Regions from separate parts of the Hordeum vulgare genome. Here all the other regions are linked to region 3. Evidence: chromatin contacts called from public Hi-C data. All regions are on one chromosome and are shown on one strand. The core of a region is the stretch at or near the end of the contact, and the rest is flanking DNA. Distances in the headings are between cores, read along the strand shown.

Region 1 (3,583 bases), core at 220-2,719, 180 kb before region 3:
ACTAAGCTATGGAAACATATAGTAGCAGTACCACACAAATGAAGGAAGATTTTTCATCTTCCCTAGCGAATCTTGCTATTTCTTTCTGCAATGTTTGTAGGTTAGCAGACATAATTCATCTCCAAAGTTCTGGAGCACCAAATGAGATGAAATGAAACAAGTAGATTCACAAGACAATCATTTCCCAGCAGTGCCGTTTTTTAGAGCATGGGCTACAAAGGGCAGCAGAGGATTAAGCGGGTTAGCCTTACTAATGACTGGGAGGTCCATCTCCAGACCGACAAGCTCGAGGAGCTTGAAACCATCCATGTCCGGCATGTGGACATCGCTGATCACGAGGTCAAACTGGTCCTTGTTCTCCCTGAGCATCCTGAGGGCGGTGGCTGCCTGCCCAGTGGTGGTAACTGCAACATCACAGCAGATCGAACTCAAACACATTAGCAAACCACCATAACAACACATTGCACACACATAAATCTAGGTTCGGAAAGAATCGCCAACGCGAGGAAGAAGAGGACGGCACAAGATGAAATGAAAGGGGTTAAAGAAAATCCAAGAAAAAATTCCATCTAAAATACATGAGCACCGTGGAAATCTAAAACTAAAGCCACCAGAAGAGACGTGCATGGGAGATTGTCCAATCTTGCATAGGTGTTTGGACGGGAAAACGCAGATTCCAAAACAAGGTTCCTTCCCAATAAAGTGGCACGCGAAAAAGAAGGAACACGAGAGAGAGATCGGCAAAACACAATAATGACAAAAAATCCAATCATAAATTGACATTACACAGCGCCCTCCGGAAAATAGACCGACATGCCAAGTGAGAAATACTAGAGAGCGTAAATCGCACAAAACCAGCGGTGTAAATGCAAAACTAGGACGGCAAATCTCGCGAATGGCACGCGCATCAATCAAGCAAACAAGCGATTAAATCTAGGGGAAAAATACACTGTGGTGCTAGAACAGCACGGTCGGAGCCGGACGAGGTCTGTAGTACTTGAGACTTGGAGAGCGGAACAGATTCCTCGTCTCCTCATACTAGTCCTAGACTAAACGCTGGAGGGAGGGGAGGGGAGGGGAGGCATGTTGGCGGCGGCAATTCCCGTACCATGGTAGTCGCAGCGGCGCAGGAGGTTCTCGAGGACCTTGAGGCAGGTGGGGTCGTCGTCGACGGCGAGCACGCGCATGCCCACCGGGAACTTGTCCTTGCCGCCGCCGTCCCCCCCGCCGACCCTCCCCTCCACGGTCATCTTCCTTCGGTCCTTCCCCTCCTCCGCCGCGAGCCCAACACAGCCCAGCCGGATCACCTAATGCCCCGGCGAACGGCGTCCCTGGATCCTACAAATCCAGGCGGCGGGGAAAGGCGAGCCGGGCAGATAAAGCCAGCCAGCCAGCCAGCAAACCAGCAGGGTCAAAGCAGGGGAGAGGGGAGGCGGGGAGCAGAGAGAGAGAGAGAGAGAGAGAAGACGCGAGCGTGGACGCAATAATAAGAGGGAGGGTGTGGGGTGGGGGTGGGGGGCGAATGGGGGTCGATGGATCAATCGATCAATGGGAAGGAAGGAAGGAATTCATGCAGTGCAAAGATGGTAACCTTTTCTCCCCCCTCCCCCCTCGTTTCCTTTTTACGCCTCCCCCTCATTCATGCGGCCATGCCATTTATTCGCACCACCGGGCCGCATTCCCCCCCCCCCCCCCCCCCCCCTGGCTCGCTCGGTCGGCTGCGTGCGCGGCGCGCCCGTGCGGCCGGCTCCCGCGGTCGCCTTTCGGGCTTGCCATATCCGACGCCCTGTGCTGTGAAGTTTGGCATGCTCCGTGAATCGCGTGCGTGCGTGCGTTGGGCGATCGATCGCCGCGACGGAATGAACGGTGGCGCCACCGGCCCAGCGACTGCTTGAGGGGGGGCAGGGACAGCGATGGTTTTGGCGTTGATCTCTTTTTTGATTAACTAATGTTTCAGAGGCTTCTTTTTTCCTTGAAAATAAATACTAATTTTTGCCTGATGATGGCTTGATGCCGATGTGGGTCGAGCTGGCCGGGGGCACGGCGAGCGTTGCGGCTCTATGCGGGGCTGATTAAACTACGCACATGATAAGATTAGTGATGCACGACAGCTTAGCCATTACTACATCCACATCTCTATTATATCCTTGCTTGTTTGCATTTCTTTGATCCAATCAGCACGCCAGGACAGGATCGCAGATTCACAGATCTATACTCTCTCTCTCCCTTCCTTATGTAAAGTATTTTTGCTATTCTAATCAAAGAAAATGATTTCTTACTCAACGGCTCTATAATTTCAATATGTTTGATCATTTCATGTAGGTTATCCTTTTTGTTTGCCAGCATTTTATTAGGGTTATCTTCGTTTTACAAGGAAGAAGGCACGAGAAACGTCTGGCTTTAAATGAATAAAGTCTCGGCAAAGGGTGAGAACAAAGTATCTTACAAAAGATAGCCACACAAGTTTGATTTAGTGCAAGCTGCACTTTGCAAATCCATTGGATTGTCATTTTCCAGCCCAAAACCCTCGTAAAATTTACTCCTATAAAGGAAACAGTTTATCTTTAGTTATGCGATTGGTTTGTCGTTTTTGGACGACATTCTTTACACCGTTTCTTTCAAGTACACCCGGATTGCACCGGATTCGAAACATTGATCGTCCCATCGTTTTCAGCCCCGGTATACCGCCCCTGGTATTCCTCTCGCTATCGATCAATTAAGGTGATCATGAGCGCCGCACCGACAGGCAAATATCGGAGCCATAGGGATCGTTGGATTGGGCGGATGCTTGGCCCTCTCACGGGAACCCGGTGCATGTGCCGCTGCGCTGCTCGGCTTGAGCTCCCATTGGCCAGAGGGTTGACACGATGACGAGCAGGCAGACTATCGTCTTTTTCATGTGGAGGGAGCATGCTCGGGCAATCACAAGACAGAGTTATTTCAACCACTGGTTGTCGAAGACACGAGGAAGACGATGACGGGACAATGAGGTAAACAAGCTCCGCGTTGCTTGCAATGGTCCTGCACCCAGCCTAGCTCGATAGAGGCGGTCACATGGTGGATCTGAGAGCGTATAGAGAGGCGGGCATCCGACAAGTAGCCATACTCTTGCACTGGAACAACTCATATCCGTCACGAGGTCGGCTCGAGGAGGTGTATGATGTTGGGACGGATAAGGAATTAGGGTCGACGGAGCGTGCAAGGGAGGCTAATGTGTGTGGCCATGTTCTATAGGCGAGGCGAAGATGTAGTGTGGCGTGCTAAAGGGAAGACGACAATGGGGGTCCAGGCGAGAGTGGCGGTTGTGTTGATGGTTAGGAATGGGTTGCTCTGTTGAAGATGTACTCCAACCATTCGTTAGAAGCAGATTTCTCCAATGAAATATTAAAATGCACCGAGACGATATTTTCAAGTTTATATGGATCCCAAGCGAAGCCTTAGACTTAAGAAAAATTAAAATGAATAAGTTCATCAAAACCACTATATTCATCCCTCCAGCACCATCACACACACCGGCTACGTAGAAAAGTTAGCGAAATTCATAAATTCAACATAACATTATATTAGGATATGTGCTCATGTG
Region 2 (3,946 bases), core at 159-2,658, 150 kb after region 3:
TGGCCGAGACACGATGTTGTTTTGAGTTAGGGAGACCCTTTAGTTTGTAGTTTTGTTGGGTCATTGGTGGTTGTCCTTGGACTTACGCGGGAGTAGTGTTCTTGCTACACTCATTGTTTGCAACGAGTGGTAGCTTTCTTGTACTTAAATTTCTGTCTCTTATAAAGCTATGATATGTCTAGGCGTATTCTTGAAAAAAGAAATATCCTCTCGATCAACCTCTTTCCTAAGTGTTTTTTTTCTTCACTAGATATATGCTCTTTGTTGTGAACATATTAGTGAAATGAGAAAACACTTGTGATATTGTTTAGATCACCAAAATAATGATGAACATATTGTTTCTACAGTTTCATTTTTTCTTCCTTTTCATCCGAAGGGAAACGATAGTTTCAAAAAACAAAAGAAACTATTGTTGTCATTATTCTCTTTCATACGAGATGTTCTATTTTTTCCCTTGCCATTCTATTCCCCATATAGTTAATGAAACTCGGGATCCCCTTTTACCTCTTCACGGGGATCTTCTAACCAAAAGGACATTTTTTGATATAAAAGGGTTTTGTGGGTGTTCGATATCAAAATTTTCTTCTGCAGCTCACTCGTTCTAAACGGCGCAAATGTGCACGTTTGCCTTTACTCGTATCCTCTACATACCCGGATGTAAATATTTCTATCAAAATCTTACCCTATCCGGATAGAACCCCGTCGGGTAAACGACTTGTGGGTTTCCGTTGCCATGTTCATCCGCATCCTGCGGTTCAAACTAAAAGGTGGTACTCTGGATCCAAACATCTGGGTTCTAATATATATTTTTTGTTTCAAAAACAATTATTTATTTTTCTACGTTTTTATCAATGTTTCTAAAAAATATGACATCCATGTTATAAAAAGTATACCATCAAATATGTATGTGATATATATTTTTATACTCATTTTTTTTGGGGCTCCTTTAATTTAAACGGTTTCCATAGGAATTTTGAAGGATTAGAATCCTCCGGAGTTTTTCCATTGTTGGTTGTTTAATTCATATGAATGGATCCCATATAATTTTCTCTAAGGATTACTTTTAAATAAAATCAATGATCAAAGGCAATCTCTGAAAAGCATTAGGACCTATATACTGAAATAGTTAAAAATGGACTGGGCATTCCTAGTACCTGGTCAATACAAGCTCCTCGTTTACAGGAAAGATCGATGCAAAAAAAAAAAGTACTATACAGGGAAGACGAAAAAAAAAAACTCGAGGTAGCCATTAAACGTGTAGTCACGGTAAAGTTGGCGGCTTGCTCCTTTCCCAGAAGCAATGATGATTTTTGGCCTCTTTCTCAGCACGAGTTGGAGCACTACGCTGAAACCTCCACAGAAGCCGCTGCATCTCCATTTCCCACGGCAGCAATCATCAGTCTCGTGGGCCCCACACGCAAATCCCAAGCTACAGAGCACGCATCTCCGTGCCACGTCGGAGTTGGAGCACTACGCTGAAGCTGAAGGTGGCGACTGCATGGCCATGACACCACCTCTGGAGTAGTAGTTTTCAGCCCCGTTTTTGTGCTTTCCTTCCATACGCGTTCAGCTTCAGCCTTCAGAGAGTGGATCGTGAGAACCACCCAGTTGCATCTGCTCCACATGATACACATGCATTCGAACTGTCAATGTGTAGAGACTAGAGAGAAGAGGGCAGATGGTCAAAGTCGCTGACGAACTCTCTTTTTCGACAGCGATTTTTTTTTTTTTTTGAATGAGACCCTTCGAAAGTCATATTGGCACGAAAATAGGCAAGCACCTGGAAATTCAATCATTTTATTGCGATTCTTTTTTGAGTTTTCTGTCCATGCCGGATCAGACCAGCTCCGGCTCAGCTATGAACTATCAGTCCAGGTGGTAGTACTATTCCAAGCCAATTCGTTCCCGGGAGTACTAGTAGCAGAGACACACAACAGCCATCCATCTCTGTCTCTCACCGCAGTCACTCGAGGGAGCACCATCCGTCCACGATAAAATCAGCAAAAAATACAGAGAAAGCGTCACTGCCGAGTGCAACTCCACCTCGACCCAGAAAAGCACACGCACATGCCACAAAAGCTAGCCGGATTTTTATAACCGGGCAGGTCCGGTAAAAAACAACACCACGCGAAGCACACTCCCGGATGCTCTTTTTTACCATAGCCAAACGAGGACCGGCCTCCCGTTCTTCCTCCGCCCCGATTAGTCTAGTCCGGAGTCTGGTCTCGCGTTTAGTTTAGTTTAGTTTACCGCGCCTCCTTTTCCATCCTTTCCACACCAGCTTTACCCCGAGTCTTTGACAATTGGCAATTCCTTTGGCAGGATCGGTAGGCGCGAGGGCTTTTCCGGCCGGCCGGCCGGCGGAGGGATGGACGCCGCGGTTGGTTGGGGGGCGCCTGGAAAAGGAGCACGGAAAGAGGTGCCGTTGCTTTGCCGAAAAAAGGGAGCGAGCGTACGCTTTGCAGCCTTGGCGCTCGCGCGTTGGCGAGTGGCGACTGCTCAGCTCAGCCCGGGGCCGGCTTTGCCGTGGCGGCATTCCCAGCTTGGAATCAGCATCTTTCTTGTAACTGGTGGTTCCGTCTTTTCGGTTTTTCTATATCATCCGTGACCCTCCTTTTGTCAAAGGATTCTGTTCGAATACAGTTTGTTGCTGTACGGTTTTACTGCTGCGTTCTGGCGAGGGCAGCGTTTGCTAGTTTGTGAAGGCACGCGGCTCATGCACGCTTTTTTTTTCTGTCCTGGTACTATCAAATTACCCTTTCCACGTAGTACTACCTGGCACCTCCGGAGTGGACTGGTTGCAAGATTGCGAAGGCCAACAGGCTCCTTGTTAGATTTCGAGATCTTTAAAATTTGATCCAACGATGATAGATTTTGACGAACTTTTTTTCCATAAAAAAAAGGATGAAAGAACCATGTCTCTCGTGAAAGGAAAAACCCATGTTTTTTTAAAGGCACAGCCGAGCCTCTTGCGAAGAAAAAAAACCCTTTTTCTGTTTTTGAGAGCGCAAAAAATAGAAAATACGTTTTTTTGTTTCCGAGTGCCTCTCGCGGAAAGGAAAAAAAATGATTTTTCTCGTGTTTTGTTAAAAAAATCGTCCAAAAACTAAGAAAGACGAGAGTAAAACAGGAAAAAAATATATCTAAATAGCTAAAATCCATTTCCGAGCCCAAGCTCATCTGCACCCATGATGAATAACAAAATGAAAATAAATACTAAAAATATTCAAACAATTCCATTTTTTTACATGGTAGATAATTTGATGTGTGGGGTATGCTGAAATTTTTGAATCATTTAAACATCTGAGCAGCTCTCAGCAAAAAGGATAAATTCAGGATTTCTAAAAAGTTTACTGTTCATTCATCGTTTTTACTCGATTTGTCTTATTTTTGCGGAGAGCTGCTCACATGTCCAAATGATCTAAAAATTAGAGCGGACCTCATGAAAGAACTTATCTACTATGGGAAAAATAGATTTTTTTTGATTTTTTGGTATTTGTATTGAAAACAAATCTGGCCGAGTGCAGATTAGACAGGCCACCGAAACGTCGCACTCTCGAAAAAGCTGATAAAGCGTGCGAAAAATCTCCCCTAATAATAAAGCGCGCAGCGCTTCTGGCGTCCGTCGTCGGTCATTTTGCAGAAAAGCCCTCGCAGTTTCAGGTAATTAACCCGCAGTCTAATTTTAAGTCAGAACAAACCGTCTTTTTGTCATTTTGCAGAAAAGTCCTCATAATTTTAGATAATCAACCCGCGGTACATCTTTTAGTCACAGCCGAAGCGTTTTTTGCATTTTTCAAAAAAATCCCTGATGTTTCAGGTAATCAACCCGCCGTCCCTATTTAAGTCAGCCAAAACGTTTTTTTATTTTAACAAAAAAAACCTGACTTTTAGTTAATCAATCCATATTTTATCTAAAAGAAAATATATCCATATCTTTTAAACC
Region 3 (3,434 bases), core at 92-2,591:
ACTAGATGTGATTCTCTCTTCTTAAAGAGGGTGTTAGCTATGATCATGTTGTATGCTAGCACAAATCTTAAGACGTCTTCTCCTTCTTGATTCCTGATGCCATAGCCAAATCCTTCATGCACCCCTTCAAAACTTGTGTTAGATGTGCCCACGTGGCCATTGAGGTCCCCTCCTATGAAAAGACTCTCACCAATCGTTACACTCTTAACCATGTCCTCAAAGCCTTCCCAGAACTCCCTCTTGGTGTTCTCATTGTGGCCGACTTGCGGGGCATACACATTGATAACATTGAGAACTAAGTCCTCAACTACGAGCTTGACCACGATAATTCGGTCCCCACATCTCTTGACGTCTATCACTCCATACTTGAGGCTCTTGCTGATGAAGATGCCTACTCCGTTTCTGTTTGCAACCGTCCCGTGTACCAAAGCTTGAAGCCGGTACCCTCCACCTCCCTCGCCCTCTATCCCCTCCATTTGGCCTCTTGGACGCAAAGGATATCAACGCCTCTCCTCACCGCTGTATCAACTACCTCCCGAAGCTCGCCGGTCAGAGACCCTACTCCAGCTACCTAAGCGAATCCTCCTAGGCTCGGGTAGCTTCCTTACCCTTCGCACTCGTCGAGTCAAATGCGAAGACCCTTGCTCATTTTCCACTACACCCGGGCGCCGATGTAGCGCGCCACTAAGGATGCGACGACCCAATCCTTGCTCACTTGCGACCGTATCCAGATCATAATACGGCGCGTCACCTACGAGTGACGGCCCGACCCTTGCCCATTTTCCACACACCCGGGTTTCGATGTGGCGCGTCGTTGAGAGGGTTACGCCCCAATGAAAATCTTTTGGGTTTCATCTCCATAAGAGTGACTGAGTTTTGACGTTGGCTCGCCAAGCCTATCACAACCCTCCTCCTTTACCCGAGCTTAGGACCGACTATGTTGAGACAACATAGACGGAGTTCAAAAAAAAAAAATTCCCTTCTTTTCTTTTCTTTTAGAAAAAAGTTTGATATGTGAGTGTTTTGTGCTACAAGAGCCAGATTATGTGAAATATGCTGGAAATGAATAAACAATAAATTGAAAGTGGTTACTGGCACTACTCACAAGTCACAACAACAACGTACAAGAAATAAGTTCAAGGTTTTTGAGTACTCAGCTCGGTCTCCATGCTGTGGGAGATGGAGATTGCAGGTGTGCGAGAGCTTGGTGGGGTCGCCGCCCCATGAAGAAGCTTTTCTCCAATGGCGACAGCCGCGGCTGGGTGGGTAGGGATTCCGGCGAGCCCTGGGAAGATTCCGCACTCATACCGTGTGTACTTCGACATGTGGGGCCGCCCCTGTGCCGTCCATTTGGCCCGTTCAGCCCCCACAGACCAGCGCCCCACGTTTCCACCATCCATTGGCTCCGTAGTTCGCTGATGCTACTTGTACGCCTTCACGGCACGAAGCTTCTACTTTGCAAATTGAGTGAAATATGAAAGATAGACACTTTGGCCTCATTCGTTTTGGAGGATTTTTATAGAAAGAAACATAGGAACAAGGGTCCGAGAGGAAAAATTCTCTAATTTGGTTTATAGGAAACACATATGAAAACTTTATGAGAATACTATTCATTTTCTGTGTTTTTAATGGAATTTACACATCCACTCAAAGTTTATCTTTTGCGTAGGAACAAGGCAAGACAATTACTTAGTGCCATCCTATCAATTTCATGTATTATTCTTAAATCCTATGTTTTTGTTTCCTTCAAACTGAACGGTGCGTATACGAGAAGGCGCGTCATAAACCAGGGTAACCCGCTTTTTTAATACATTTTCAGTGCTTCTAGAAAAATGGAAACAAATTTTCATGCATACATGTTTGTAAAATATCTGCGGGGCACAAAGCTTTATGGAAAATTATCCTTTTATTGTGGCTCCTCGAAATTGACAAATTTAAGTGATTCAAAGTGATTTTTTCTTGTTGCCTTTTTTTTGCATAGGCCAAATAAAAACATGGTTTTGTGTGAAACTATCTGTACACATGTAGAACGTGGAGATATGCACGTGTATTTTTTCTCATAATTTTTGTCCATTTAAAAGCATGTTTTTAAAAGTGGGTTCATGTGTATTCGGGTTCATCCATGTATTATTGGACACTTTAGGGCATCTCCAGCACTGATTCCGAAATACAACGTTACTCGTTTGTGGACTAAACTGGATGAGTACGTGAACAGTGATGCAGGAGCTGACCATCAAACACGACGGGATTCGTTGAGGTTCGGACATGATTTATGTAAAACAAACAATATTTTGTCCGTTTAACTAGAAATTTTTAATGGATAGCGGTCTATCTTGTAGCGGAGGGATACTTCTATGCGTGGCCGCCCTAACCGGTCGCACCACTTCATTGTCAGAGGAGCAGTCCTTTCAGCGGAGGAAGGAGGCATGGGCGCAATAATCTTGCCCGGTCACCACCTAGTGCTTGCGGAGGAGCAACTCTATGCTAATGTTGACCCCAACCGTGGTGCCCTGGCGGCGGCCTTGCCCTTGCAGATGGTGGTGGATATGTCACTTAGCGATCACTCATCATTGATGTTGGCGAGCTCCCTATAGGATGGCGGCGACGCCTTGCGAGTCTCCCATGTAATGACTCACCAGTCGAGGGCCTAGGCTGCCACTAGTCCAGGGTCACCGCAGACCCTGGTCGACGCCATGTCCGACATGTCACATGTGGAGCGATGCGCCATGTTGCGCAATTCATGTTGCATCGCCGTGTCCTCGGTCGACACAATGCCCCCCAACGACGAGGAGCCTCCATGGGCATCAAGGTAGTGGAGGATGAGCCCGCGTACCTTTGCGGTCATCGGTGACACCTCCTCCTTGAAGACCTTGCCATGCTAATTGTGGCGTTGTGGTGACACCGGCCCGTCAATATGGGTGTACCAACTTTATGGAGACGAGGATGACTCCTCCTTCACGCAACGTCCAATTTAGACATCACAGTTGAATGCAGGAGCGACACCGGCTTGACACGGTAGAATGCAGGGAGTGTACATCATCCTTCATGATGGCCCATGGCAGCGAGGGCGGTTGACCACGACTTCGGAGTGAACGCTCCGTTAGCAACTCGATCTGCCGCAGGAACTCCTCGTCCGTGATCGTGTCACTCTGATGGCATGAATGTCAGTCTGTCAAGCCTGCTCTGGAGCAGCGTTGATTGACATGATTACATGGCATACTCTTTGTGTGGAAGGGTTTTCAAGTGGGACCGATTTATCATACGTGGCGGGTGTCACACCCACAAATCTCCCCTTGCTTCTGGTATGCGGTAAAACGAACGTCCCGGTCGGTCCGAGGACCGATGGGGGTACTGCATTGGATGGCAACATGCATCTGGGCCGCTCGGTTGAGATAGATGTGAGCGGCTTAGGGGTTTGCATTGAGATGTCCTCT

Evidence for each region. A called contact is a pair of places that touch in the nucleus more often than the background predicts.
Region 1: a Hi-C map of leaf shows a contact between it and region 3, with 4 times the contacts expected there. The contact joins the promoter of LOC123401281 here to the enhancer-like site in region 3. A contact is called at or near these places in 3 of 6 Hi-C or Micro-C datasets (leaf and seedling) and 1 of 1 datasets of contacts at active chromatin or transcription factors (embryo).
Region 2: a Hi-C map of seedling shows a contact between it and region 3, with 2.5 times the contacts expected there. The contact joins two enhancer-like sites. A contact is called at or near these places in 2 of 6 Hi-C or Micro-C datasets (leaf and seedling).

What each region holds. Positions count from the first base shown.
Region 1 is chr6H:112,367,491-112,371,073 of MorexV3_pseudomolecules_assembly, reverse strand. LOC123401281 (two-component response regulator ORR24-like) reads right to left here and starts at 1,469. Exons shown (of 6, transcript XM_045095053.1): 1 at 1,109-1,469; 2 at 252-404. The coding sequence starts at 1,250.
Region 2 is chr6H:112,039,278-112,043,223 of MorexV3_pseudomolecules_assembly, reverse strand. No RefSeq gene overlaps it. Among protein-coding and RNA genes, the nearest start is that of LOC123403356, 120 kb to the right of the region's middle. Within about 2 kb of position 1,408, at least 3 of the 3 cell types and tissues checked have open chromatin away from gene starts, as enhancers often do. A contact at or near this core is called in leaf and seedling, where this site is marked.
Region 3 is chr6H:112,190,243-112,193,676 of MorexV3_pseudomolecules_assembly, reverse strand. No RefSeq gene overlaps it. Among protein-coding and RNA genes, the nearest start is that of LOC123401281, 180 kb to the left of the region's middle. Within about 2 kb of position 1,341, at least 3 of the 3 cell types and tissues checked have open chromatin away from gene starts, as enhancers often do. A contact at or near this core is called in leaf and seedling, where this site is marked.